3 separate regions of the Gossypium hirsutum genome follow, and all the other regions are linked to region 2. The links are chromatin contacts, called in public Hi-C maps. All regions are on one chromosome and are shown on one strand. The core of a region is the stretch at or near the end of the contact, and the rest is flanking DNA. Distances in the headings are between cores, read along the strand shown.

Region 1 (4,400 bases), core at 1,616-4,115, 240 kb before region 2:
AAACTTATGCTAGTGATTCATTTTGGTTACTTTAAAAGTTTGTTTTGTTTCTTAGTTTGATTTGAACTAAGTTGTCAATGTACGTAATGTAATTAGGTAATGTATGAGCTGATAAATCAGCTTTGCAAAGTGTACAAGTTAAGTTTAACTAGTTTCAATGTATTTAGTGGTAGTAGGTGATGTTTAGGTAACCATTTTGTTCCTCTTTGACCAGCTTATGTCTGGTATATATATTGGCATTATGACATTCTTCAAGTTAATGAAAAATTCATCAAAGATTCATCATCAAACTCTCTCTTCTTGCTTTTCTTTTGTCTTTTAAGTTTTATTCTGTATTGTTTGCTCAGCAAGTATCGAGCCCTTAAGCTCAAGAAACTGCTTGCATCTTTCATTTTTACATTCTCAGTTCCAACAGTTTGCTTATACCTACTAATGATCATGGATACTTCTGCTCACTAGTTATTTTAAGTGCTATGTCTTAGTCAAAATTATGCCAAAACTAAGGTAGCTAACATGCTTGTATCTAAACATGGTAAGTATGCCAAGTATTTAAAAAGAATTGTTCCTTTTTCTTTTTTCTGAATATAATTACTTACTTTCTTAAATGACATGCGAGATTTTCGTTCTTTTTCCTTTCTCCCTTCTTTATTTTCTTTCTCCTTTATTCACTAAATCACTACCATCCACAACCTGTTCCTCCCTTTAACTTGTTCACATCATCTTTAACCTCAACCTTCTTTACGAGATATATAGATAGATGGATTCAGATGAAGAGGTTAGGAGTTGGTTTGAATGACGGAGCAACGATAAGTTAAGCAGATGGTGTGGTTTGTGCAAGCAGGTACTGAAGATTACATACCCAGAAAATTTAGGTGATAGGACAGATAATGTTAACTCTGGCATGATAATTGAACTTAATATACGCTAAAGTATTTGACCCTAGCCAAATGCCAAACTAAAAGCAAAACCATGAAAACTTCAATCACTACTTTCATTACATACAAATGCGTAGGCATTCGTATTTTATTGAAAACACACCAGCACAATAATACTAAAAATTAATCTTTCACAAAAGCCAACACGGTTTGTATGATGGTGAAGATGACCACCATAAAAGCTGCAGCAGTCCCTGTTCCTCTCCAAAGATTGGGGAAATAAACACGCTTCAGAATTCCATAATTTTTCTTGATGAATAATGTCACTTTGCGCTTCCGACCCTCTTTATAAAGCTGATTCAATTGGTTCGCGGTTTCCCGGTAGCAAGGAGGTGGCTCCCCAATTCCCTGCATAAGTTTCTTAATCGTACGTTGCACCATTATATCCGTGCTTATTGTGGTAACCAGTCTTCCTTCGTGTTTGCCTTCCTTGCTTAAAATCCCTTTTTCTATTAACGGTTTTACATCTTGGGCAGTTGGAATGAGATAATTCATTAGTTCTATGTAAGCACAAACGTAGGCTTCATCTGGACAATGGCACATCTCGAACGCCATGACGTTCCGAAGGTAAGCTTCAGTGTTGGAGTGCACTGTCAATTTGGGGATTTTAAGCTTTTTGCCTTCAAATTTAATATCAAGCAAACATGCAGTTTGATTAGGTTCAACTATAAGTTCAACACCAACTTCTTGCAAACTTGTGGCACCATACACTTTTTTTAACGTTGGGATCTTGGTCTCGGATGATGGATTTTGTGTTTTGGTCATATGGCATCTTTGCAAAGCGGTGAAGTGTGGGATTTCTATATGCTCGAACTGCGGGTCCCATGGAATGTCAAAGTAGGAGCAAGTTAGTTTAAGGAAAGAAGGAACAGAGGCATCTGATGCTAGTTTGTGGTTTTCATATGGTTTATACAGTTCTTCAAGCACGAACATTGGGATCTGGTTTTCAAGTAAGATCAAATCCCTCCGTAGACCAGCGGACCATGTTTCTTTCAACAAGAAGTCTTTTACGTCCGAATTTTTCACTTCCTTCTCGTAGTTCCTCAAGAAGAGCTCCACGATAAACAGTGCATCATAAAATATCATCTTTACAAACTCGTCTTCATCGATTAAAGCCTCGTAATAGTTGAGAATCTTTTTCTCGTTGCGTTCAATGAAGCTCCAAAAACTTTCCAATGGCTCTTTGGAACCGGAATTCCTTTGAAGAAATTTAACTTGATAACCCACTTTATACTTGGCCATGCTAGCCAAATTTGTTTTCCGATAATGAAGAGGGCCAATTGAAATTGATAGAGGCGTGTAAGCTTTTGGATTTGCTTGACGAATGTTCCTAGGGACCTCGTAGATAAACCCTTGGTCCGGCCCCCGCTCCAAATCCTCAACTTCCGAATCATTGGATGCTTCATCTTTCTTTGTCTCAAATGATGGGGCGTTAATTTTGCCTAATTGTCCCTTCTTTGGAGCCATTTCCTGCAACTACTTTTTCATGTATCAAGCATGCATATCAAGTTATCAATAAAATTTATATATATATTGAATGAAAAATGATTTTTGTATCGTTATGTGGCATACAACATTACAGTGCTTTGAAATCAGTATGTACCGACCAGACCAGTACTTGTATGTTACTGACTACTGTAGATCATACACATAGAGACTTAAAACTTACAGGGAATCCGATAACCTTTGGCTTCCAATACTAGAATTGGTTGCTGAAGCCGGGATTTGAAAACGGAGAGAAATGGAAGGGAAACGTTGAAGAACTAGTTACTAGATAATAAGTGAATCCTTGAAGTCGATCAGAGTGGCTAAAGGCATTTATACAGATGCAAATTTGGATCAGGTTGGTTGAATCTGATCCACATAAACATCAACAAAAATATTAGAAAGGTGGCATTGGTGAGTGTTTATAAATTGAATCTTAAAATGTATTTAGTTATCTGTTCATGTCTCCTATATTTAATGTGTTTCACAGCTTCGTTTGTCTTCTATCAACTGTCTTTTTCTTTTAGGTCTCCCAAATAGACGACAGGAAATTAATAAGAAAAGGACGTAAGAAAATACAAACAAACTAAAGGATAAATCCACATTAGGGCTTTAATTGCCAACTCCTTCGCTTCTCTTTGAATTTCTCGATCTCCTTTGTGCCGATTTTGTGAATTTTATTCCATGAAGCAGTGTTGTAATATCAGCAAGAGCCGAAGCTAGCTTCCATTTGATTTACTGTCGAAGATGTTGATGGAGAAGATTTACTCGATCTCCTATTTATGATTATGTGAAACATGGTAAGAGTATCAATTTCTATAAATAATTTTTGTAATAATTCTTTATAGGAAAATCTTTGATGGAGAAGATTAGAGAAACTTTTGTTTCTGAATTTTTGGTTTGGTTTGGAATTTTTAGTATATATGTAAATAAAATTCATCTCCTATTTATTTAAGTGCTCACGTCTCTTCGTAGAGACATAACTATCCAATAGATATCTATTTGGATAGTTACATCTATTAAGAATGAACAAGATCATTTTTTACATATTACTTGAATAATCATAATTTTTTTGTTAATAAAAAAGCAAAATAGCTTTTATTAATTAAGATCCATAATTAATATAACACCCTTAACCCGTCACTGTCGTCGGATTAGGGTTATGGACCATTATCGATCCATCAGAAAAAATTTATCATCATAACATTTAAAAAATTAATCTCAATCAAAATCAGAGTAAACATATATATTTGGTCCCTAAATGAAGCCTTCAAGGCCTTAAAAATAACTTAGAAGCAATTCAGGACTAATTTGAAACAAAATAGAAGATTGGGAAAAATTTGGAAAAATTGAAAAATAGGGGTCACCCAGCCGTGTGACATTGCCCAAGCTGTGTAACAATTGAACAAGGGGACATACGACCTTGTCCTAGCCTGTGTCTTTTCCCGTGTAACTCACTAAGTAGGGTCATATGGTTGTGTCGCAGGCTATGTACCAAGCCGTGTAACTCTCTGAATTGCAACATACGGCCATGTAACTCACTAACTTAAAACACTAGAAATTTACATATTACACAAAGCCGTGTAGCTAGGCCGTGCATATCTCACGGCCATGTGACAGCCCGTGTCCCAAGCTGTGTGATCCATAATTTGACCCTAAAATAAGCCAATTCAAGGCTAAAATACATGTAACCAATTATCCTATTTGTGCACACATTCAAGGGATTTAAAAATCATTCAAACAAACCTAGACATGCCATTTCAAACATCCTAATTCATCTAACCAATATGTCATTCAAAGGCACCACAGTTGTATCAAAACATCATGGATCAAACCAAAATAACATGGCTACTTTTCTAGCATATAACCTAGTTCAATTATCTACCAAATCATATCACAAATGATCATTTCCAAGCCATCATAAACATACCAAAAGAGCATTATATACAACTACTTAAGAATGGCTAAAATGACCTAACT
Region 2 (4,552 bases), core at 325-2,824:
TTCTTCTCCTTTGGCAACATTAGTAGCGCCAACAAGCAACTCTAGAACCCCAACTTGCTTCATCTTTTTATTTCTCTATTGTGCAAAGAAAGGAGCATTGGGATGCTTGGTCCTAGCTTTTCTAGTAGTGACACTCTTCAAAGGTGCATCCTCATTAAAGCTTGACTTAGTTATTGTCTTTGATTCATCGGATCATTAGAACTTTCTACAACAATCTTTTGTTTCTTGTTAGCTTTTTCAACAATTGGAGCCTTGCCTTGTTTTTTCTTGACAGCCTCTATGTCGTCAAACCCATTTTCCATTACAAAGTGGATTCTCCTTATGGTTACCAACGATGGGCTAGTGGAAGTGGGCACTTCCTCGGTCACTTCAATCTTAGAGTTTGAGGCTCCAAACTTAGCCTTATTTTTAGTAGTAGTAGAGACAATATGGTCTTACTTATTATCTTTTGCAACCTTCATAGGTTCCACCACAAGTTCTTGAATATTGGTGGTGAAGGCAAATGTATCAATTGGACTTTTTGAGGAAGATGGTCCTGCAATTGTAACAACAACATTAACTAATGAACTATAAATTGTAGAAACAAGATTACCTTGGCTAGTTATAGCAACAACTAGGGTTCAATTTTATGCTTGGGAATAGGCGTGTGCTCGAGCGCAATGGGTTGTTTAGTAGCACGTCAATCTCAGTAGCAACTTGTTGATTCTATTGGGATGATGCAACAGTTGAAGTCTCAAAGGCAGAAAAGGATACATCTCCCCCTAACTCCTTAGGAGTCATAGGAACAAAGGTTTTAGACTCTGGGTAGGAAACAAGAGTTGTTAGCACAGTCTGAGTCACATCCTTATTTGTTGTGCCTGCAAAAGTGGGCAATTTGATCAATATTTTTTTTGGGTGACCAACTTAACAAAAAAATAGGAGCGACTCTTATTTAGAGTGACTAACGGTGTAGTTTACCCTTAAATTTATTGATTTTTACATATATAAATATGTTATTTAATTGTTTTAGTTTTAATTATTGAGGTGAAAAATGATATAAACTGAGCCCACCAATGGACACAAGACCATCACATTGTTCTGTTATTTTTAGTATTTTTTAAATTTGTTTTATTGTTTATATTTTAGATTCGTGGTTGTCCTATCATTGTTGTTTTGACATTATTAAAAAATTAAAAAAAAGTTATAATTTCTAAACTTATGGAAAAAGAAAAACTCTATTTATCTCAAATCTTTTATATTTAGATATGAAGAAGGCGGAAAATTGAGGAATTCTCCAAGGGATAAAAATTAGTTGATAGAGCATGTCAGTCTCATTTATATTTCGTTGAAAACAAATTTTGTTTAGAGCAAATCTTGAACAGTGTAGGGTGCTCAAAGATATACTGTATGTACCATGCCTACGCATAAACCTTGATAAATCTCATCTTACTAATATAAGGGCTTTTGATTTGAGTCTGTTTATTGGAGTAACAAATAATTCAATTCTTTAATTGATAAAGATTTAATATTTGAATGATTAAAATAAAAATATTTTAAAAATTAAATAATAAAATTATAAGAATTTATTGTTAAAGTGATAAAATAAAAGCAACTTAAAAATTGGATGAGGAATTAGGTATTCCAATGGTCCAAAAAACCATTCTATGCATCCAACAGCAGGAGATTGCTTCCCACGTCTCATCTGCAACTAGATAAGAAAGAGCAAGGGCTCTAAGGATAAAAGCTTCAAAATTTTTCTGTGTTCTGTTTTGGCTCAAAATTTCATCTTCCTAATCTTTATTCTGAATCAAACCCAGAAAAACTATGCCAATTGCTACCTTATCTCTCCATTCTTTAGGCTATTGCTGCCAAAAGTCTCCTCCTTTCTCCCTCAAATCTTCTTTTCTCTCAAAACCCACAAAAACCCAGTTTTCTTTTGCCTTCAAAACTACCGAGAAGAGGCCTTTTTCGCATATAGTCTCAATGAGCATGGAAGCAGGCATTGGAGTAATGGGCACAAAGCTTGGAATGATGAGTTTCTTTGAAACTGATGGCACAGTTGTTCCAGTGACTGTAGTTGGTTTTAGAGAAGGAAATATAGTGACCCAAGTTAAGACATCGGCTACTGATGGCTATGATGCTGTTCAAGTTGGGTATCGGAGAGTTAGGGATAAGAAGTTGACAAAGCCTGAGTTGGGTCATTTGGGGAAAGCTGCTGTTATTCCTATGAGGCATTTGCAAGAATTTAGGTTGCAAAGTGTGGGGGAGTTTGAGACTGGTCAGAAATTGGCTGTTGAAGAGATTTTTAAGGAAGGTGATCTTGTTGATGTCTCTGGGACTACCATAGGGAAAGGATTTCAAGGTTTGATTTTATATTTATTTATTGCATTTTGAAGGTTATGATGGTTTTATATTATGTTTCTAGTGGAGTTGTTGATGAACAAAAGTTTGATATTCCAAATTAAAATCCTTGTGTTTCAAGTGAATCAATTGTGTGAACCATAGCTTCATCAATGCTGGTGTTGTTAGGCTTCAATTTTGTCAAATTGCAAAGTTCAGAAATGGGTGATCTTTTTCTCTTTTATTGATGTTACATCCATCCATACACATATATATATTATTATTATTCAATCTCCTTGTATATTTTGGTTAGTATCCAAGTATATCCTTTGGCTCATATTACATTGTTTTTAGCACATTGATATGAAATGCCAAGGGTTTCTTCAAAGGTTTTAGCTTCCTTTGCCATAATGTGGGTCTCGTTGTTTTGGCAATTCAAATTCCCCAATTGGTGGAATGTAATATTTGGCATAATTTTTGCACAGGTGGAATAAAGCGCCATAATTTTAAAAGAGGTCAAATGAGCCATGGTTCCAAGAGTCATAGAGCATTGGGGTCTATTGGTGCTGGAACAACACCTGGGCGTGTGTACAAGGGAAAGAAAATGCCTGGCAGGATGGGAGGAAGCAAAAGAAAGATCCGAAAGCTCAAGATTGTGAAAATTGACAATGAGCTTCGAGTTGTGATGATCAAAGGTGCTGTCCCTGGTAAGCCCGGAAATCTGCTACGAATAACCCCCGCTAAGATTGTTGGAAAGAACATACCAAAGAGCTAGTTTCATGTATTGAACTCATTTCATTTCAGCTAGTATTTCAGTTGTGGGAACTTTTGATGTATTCATTGTTGTATGAGTTTAAGTCGAAATTTACCTTTTCTTTTATTGAGTTGATTCCTGAATTTGGAAATGGCTTCTCAATTTGTGAACTTCTTAAATTGATCAGTCAATTCTACTTGTCAATATTCTCTGCGCAACTCTGCTAGATTGCAGTATACATATCCTTTTCATTTTCTTTTAAGTTGTCCATTGGTCGGCATTTTTTTTCCCAATACATATTGAGATATGTAAAGAATATTATTCTTCAAAGGTGAGTTTGAATGGTCGGTGCGTTTACCTGCGGTTAGTCTAAAAATAGGTGTAGCTGTGAGATTAGATATTGTAACGATACTGTAGTGTGAGACAAAAAGTAAACTAAACGCATCGCACTGCACCCAATCGCTCATCCAAACCCATCCAAGTATATGGAAAAAAAAAAGTAATGGGCAAATTAATTTCTATAGGTTAGATAAAAAAGTAAATTAATTTTTAACAGTAAAAAATGGATGAAATTTTTAACAAAATGATTAGTTTGTTCTTTGATTTAATATATTAAGATTAATTTGTTCATTTTTAGTAAAGAAGGTAAAATGTAATTTAATTCTTAGTAAAAGGACATTTGTGATACTTTTATCAAAAAACCTTCAAAGATAATTTTAAAATATTCATGTTGGACACATACACATATCCCTCATCGCAAGTACAAATTTCTTACACTTAATACTGGGGCTAACAAGGTGTTTCCTTTCATTTATTTTCATCGAGGAATTCAACCATGAACCGATAGGAAATAATCAAATTATATTCCACCCTATAAAACTTTAGGTGAAGAAAATATATTTTTCTTGTTATATTTCCGAGGCCTTGGTTTATGAAAGAGTTGATGCTCTGGATGGCTGAAGCATTTATTCATCTGATGATCAACTTAGTAAAGAAGAGACTGGAGTTCAATATTTAGATGAATTCTTATCTTCTTTGAAATTTTAATCATCAACCAACAAGGTTAGGTATAGAAGGTGCCAAGTCAGATGGAAAATCATACATTTTCTCAGGAAAATTCCAACATCTCTCTGGTACAAAGAAACCCTTGGTTTGGATTAAGAAGAGGAGTTGCAGAGAATGCCACATTTGAACCTCGGAGAAACCCCACACCTGTAAAAGCCTGTGCAAAGTTCTACTTCCTAGTGATTACTTGAAAAAGTCGGGCCAGGCTCTTGACTAAATGCTTCATTCCCTAAAACACATTTGTTTTCTTAGAGTTCTCAAGCTCTAATGAGTAGTTGAAGTTATCACGATACTATCTATAGGAGAGAGATCAAAGAGCATCCCAACTAAGTAATCTGAAGACACTTATGCTTCTAGGGTGCCTTTGGCCTTCTAAATTGCCCAAGATTTTAATTCTGGTGGAAGCTTCTCACT
Region 3 (4,294 bases), core at 1,207-3,706, 150 kb before region 2:
CTCACTTGTTATTTTAAGTGCTATGTCTTAGTAAAAATTATGCCAAAACTAAGGTAGCTAACATACAAAGTATGCCAAGTATTTAAGAAGAATTGTTCCTTCTTCTTTTTTCTGAATATTAATTACTTACTTTCTTAAATGACATGCGAGATTTTCTTTCTTTTCCCTTTCTCCCTTCTTTCTTTTCCTTCTCCTTTATTCACTAAATCTCTACCATCCACAACCTGTTCCTCCCTTAAGTTGTTCAATTGATCATCTTTAACCTCAACCTTCTTTACTAGATATATAGATAGATGGGTGCAGATGAAGAGGTCAGGAGTTGGGTTGAGTGACGGAGCAACGATAAGTTAAGCAGATGGTGTGGTTTGTGCAAGCAGGTACTGAAGATTACATACCCAGAAAAATTAGGTGATTGGGCATATAATGTCAACTTTGGCATGATAATTAAACTTAATATACACTAAAATATTTGACCGTAGCCAAATGCCAAACTAAAAGCAAAACCATGAAAACTTCAATCACTACTTTCATTACATACAAATGCATAGGAATTCGTATTTTATTGAAAACACACCAGCACGATAATACTAAAAATTAATTCACAAAAGCAAACACGGTTTGTATGCAGGTGAGGACGACCACCATAAAAGCAGCAACAGTCCCTGTTCCTCTCCAAAGATTGGGGAAGTAAACACGCTTCAGAATTCCATAATTTTCCTTGATGAATAATGTCACTTTGCGCTTCCGACCCTCTTTATAAAGCTGGTTCAATCGGTTCGCGGTTTCCCGGTAGCAAGCAGGTGGCTCCCCAATTCCCTGCATAAATTTCTTAATCATACGTTGCACCGCTATATTTGTGTTTATTATGGTAACCAGTCTTCCTTCGTTTTTGCCTTCCTTGCTTAAAATCCCTTCTTCTATTAACTGTTCTACATCTTGGGCAGTTGGAATAAGATAATTCATTAGTTCTATGTAAGCACAAACGTAGGCTTCATCTGGACAATGGCACATCTCGAACGCCATGACGTTCCGAAGGTAAGCTTCAGTGTTGGAGTGCACGGTCAATTTGGGGATTTTAAGCTTTTTACCGTCAAATTTAACATCAAGCAAACATGCAGTTTGATTAGGTTCAACTATAAGCTCAACACCAACTTCATGCAAACTTGTGGCACCATACACTTTTTTCAACGTTGGGATCTTGGTCTTTGATGATGGATTTTGTGTTTTGGTCATATGGCATCTTTGCAAAGCGGTGAAGTGTGGGATTTCTATATGCTCGAACTGCGGGTCCCATGGAATGTCAAAGTAGGAGCAAGCTAGTTTAAGGAAAGAAGGAACAGAGGCATCTGATGCTAGTTTGTGGTTTTCATATGGTTTATACAGTTCTTCAAGCACGAACATTGGGATCTGGTTTTCAAGTAAGATCGAATCCCTCCGTAGACCAGCGGACCATGTTTCTTTCAACAACAAGTCTTTGATGTCCGAATTTTTTTCCACCTCCTTCTCATAGTTCCTCAAGAAGAGCTCCATGATAAACAGTGCATCATAAAATATCATCTTTACGAACTCGTCTTCATCGATTAAAGCCTCGTAACAGTTGAGAATACTTTTATCGTTGCGTTCAATGAAGCTCCAAAAACTTTCCAATGCCTTCTTGGAAACGGAAGTCCTTTGAAGAAATTTAACTTGATAATCCACTTTATACTTGGCCATGCTAGCCAAACTTGTTTTCCGATAATGAAGAGGGCCAATTGAAATTAGTAGAGGAGTGTAAGCTTTTGGATTTGCTTGACGAATGTTCCTAGGGACCTCGTAGATAAACCCTTGGTCCGGCCCCCGCTCCAAATCCTCAACTTCCGAATCATTGGATGCTTCATCTTTCTTTGTCTCAAATGATGGGGCGTTAATTGAGCCTAATTGTCCCTTCCTTGGAGCCATTTCTTGCACCTACTTTTTCATGTATCAAGCATACATATCAAGTTAGCAATAAACTTTATTTATATATTGAATGAAAAATGATTTTAGTATCGTTATGTGGCATGCAACATTACAGTGCTTTGAAATCAGTATGTACCGACCAGATCAGTACTGGTATTTTACTGACTTAAAACTTACAGGGAATTCGATAACCTTTGGCTTCCAATACTAGAATTGGCTGGGGAAGCCTGGATTTGGAAACGGAGAGAAATGGAAGGGAAACGTTGAAGAACTAGTTACTAGATAATATTTGAATCTTTGAAGTCGATCAGAGTGGCTAAGGGCACTTATATAGATGCAAATTTGGATCAGGTTGGTTGAATCTGATCCAACTAAACATCAACAAAAATATTAGAAAAGGTGGCATTGGTGGGTGTTTATAAATTGAATCTTACAATGTATTTAGTTAGCTGTTAATGTCTCCTATATTTAATATATTAAAGGGTTAATGTGTTTCACAGCTTTCTTTGTCTAGCCACGGGTGGAGTCGGGGGCCGGTAGGGTACCATAAATGTGTTTCACAGCTTTCTTTGTCTTCTATCAACTGCCTTTTTCTTTTAGGTCTCCCAAATAGACGACAGGAAATTAATTAGAAAAGGACGTAAGAAAATACAAACAAACTAAAGGATAAATCCACATTAGGGCTTTAGTTGCCAACTCCTTTGCTTCTCTTTGAATTTCTCTATCTCCTTGTGCCGATTTTGTGAATTTTATTCCATGAAGCAGCGTTGTAATATCAGCAAAAGCCGAAACTAGCTTCCATTTGATTTACTGTCGAAGATGTCGATCCACTCCCTCTCCTATTTATGATAATGCGGAACATAGTAAAAGTATAGATTTCTATAAATAATTTTTGTAATAATTCTTTATAGGAAAATCTTTGATGGAGAAGATTAGGGAAACCTTTGTTTTTGAATTTTTGGTTTGGTTTGGTTTGGTATTTCTTAGTATATATGTAAATAAAATTCCTCTCCTATCTATGTAAGTTCTCATGTCTCTTCGTAGAAACATAATTATTCAATAGATACTTATTTGAATAGATACATTCTTAATAACAATATCATTTTTTATAAATTACTTGAATAATCATAATTTTTTTGTTAATAATAAAGCAACATAGCTTTTATTATTTAAGATCCATAATTAATATAACACCCTTAACCCGTCACTGTCTTCGGATTAGGGTTATGGAGCATTATCCATCCATCGAAAAACATTTATCATCATAACATTTAAAAAATTAATCTGAATCAAAATCATAGTAAACATATACATTTGGTCCCTAAATCGAGCCTTCAAGGCCTTAAAAATAACTTAGAAGCAATTTAAGACTAATTTGAAACAAAATAGAAGATTTGGGAAAATTTTAGAAAAATTAGAAAACAGGGGTCACACGGCCGTGTGACATAGCCTAGGCTATGTAGCAATCATACAAGGGAACACATAGCCGTGTCCTAGCCCGTGTATTTACCCGTGTAACTAACTAAGTAGGGTCACATGGCTGTGTCGCGGGCTGTGTGCTAGGCCGTGTAACTTTCTGAGTTGCAACATACGGCCGTGTGCTAGGCCGTGTAACTCACTGAATTAAAACACTAGAAATTTACACATGACACATGGTCGTGTAGCTATGCCGTGTATATCACACGGCTGTGTGACAGCCCGTGTCCCAAGCCATGTGATCCATAATTTGACCCTAAAACAAGCCAATTCAAGGCCAAAATACATATAACCAATCATCCCATTTGTGTACACATTCAAGGGATTTAAACATCATTCAAACACACTTAAACATGCCATTTCAAACATCATAATTCACCTAACCAATATGCCATTCAAAGGCACCACAATTGTATCAAAACATCATGGATCAAACCAAAACAACATAGCTACTTTTCTAGCATATAACCTAGTTCAATTATTTACCAAATCATATCACAAATGATCATTTCCAAGCCATCACAAACATACCAAAAGAGCCTTATATACAACTACTTAAGAATGGCCAAAATGACCTAACTTGAACGAGCATAAAAAGTTCATCAAATCCAAACATAAACTTTACAAGCATGAACATACTAAATCAACCATTTACATATTCATGAACTGCCATTACAAAAGGTCCTATACATGCCATTACTAACCTTGGCCAAAATACTTAAAAACTAACGAAATGGTTGCTGGATAGTGGGATAGGTCTCTGACGAGCTTTCAACCGATTGAGCTTCTGATTATCTATAAAACAAAGGAAAATAACTACGTAAGCAACTAGTGCTTAGTAAGCTCATATAAACTCAAACAAAACTTACCATTTCATCAG

The links. Hi-C and Micro-C count contacts between places; a contact is called where the count stands out from the background.
Region 1: a contact with region 2 is called in a Hi-C map of leaf, with 2.0 times the contacts expected there. The contact joins the promoter of LOC107937652 here to the promoter of LOC107937726 in region 2. A contact is called at or near these places in 2 of 34 Hi-C or Micro-C datasets (both in leaf).
Region 3: a contact with region 2 is called in a Hi-C map of leaf, with 2.1 times the contacts expected there. The contact joins the promoter of LOC107937700 here to the promoter of LOC107937726 in region 2. A contact is called at or near these places in 3 of 34 Hi-C or Micro-C datasets (leaf and seedling).

What each region holds. Positions count from the first base shown.
Region 1 is chrD13:55,395,804-55,400,203 of Gossypium_hirsutum_v2.1, reverse strand. LOC107937652 (UPF0481 protein At3g47200) reads right to left here and starts at 2,865. Exons shown (of 2, transcript XM_016870593.2): 1 at 2,605-2,865; 2 at 973-2,405. The coding sequence starts at 2,402. The coding sequence ends at 1,059.
Region 2 is chrD13:55,150,337-55,154,888 of Gossypium_hirsutum_v2.1, reverse strand. LOC107937726 (50S ribosomal protein L3, chloroplastic) reads left to right here and starts at 1,574. Exons shown (of 2, transcript XM_016870686.2): 1 at 1,574-2,341; 2 at 2,805-3,199. The coding sequence starts at 1,804. The coding sequence ends at 3,094.
Region 3 is chrD13:55,301,156-55,305,449 of Gossypium_hirsutum_v2.1, reverse strand. LOC107937700 (UPF0481 protein At3g47200) reads right to left here and starts at 2,456. Exons shown (of 2, transcript XM_016870653.2): 1 at 2,116-2,456; 2 at 493-1,947. The coding sequence starts at 1,938. The coding sequence ends at 595.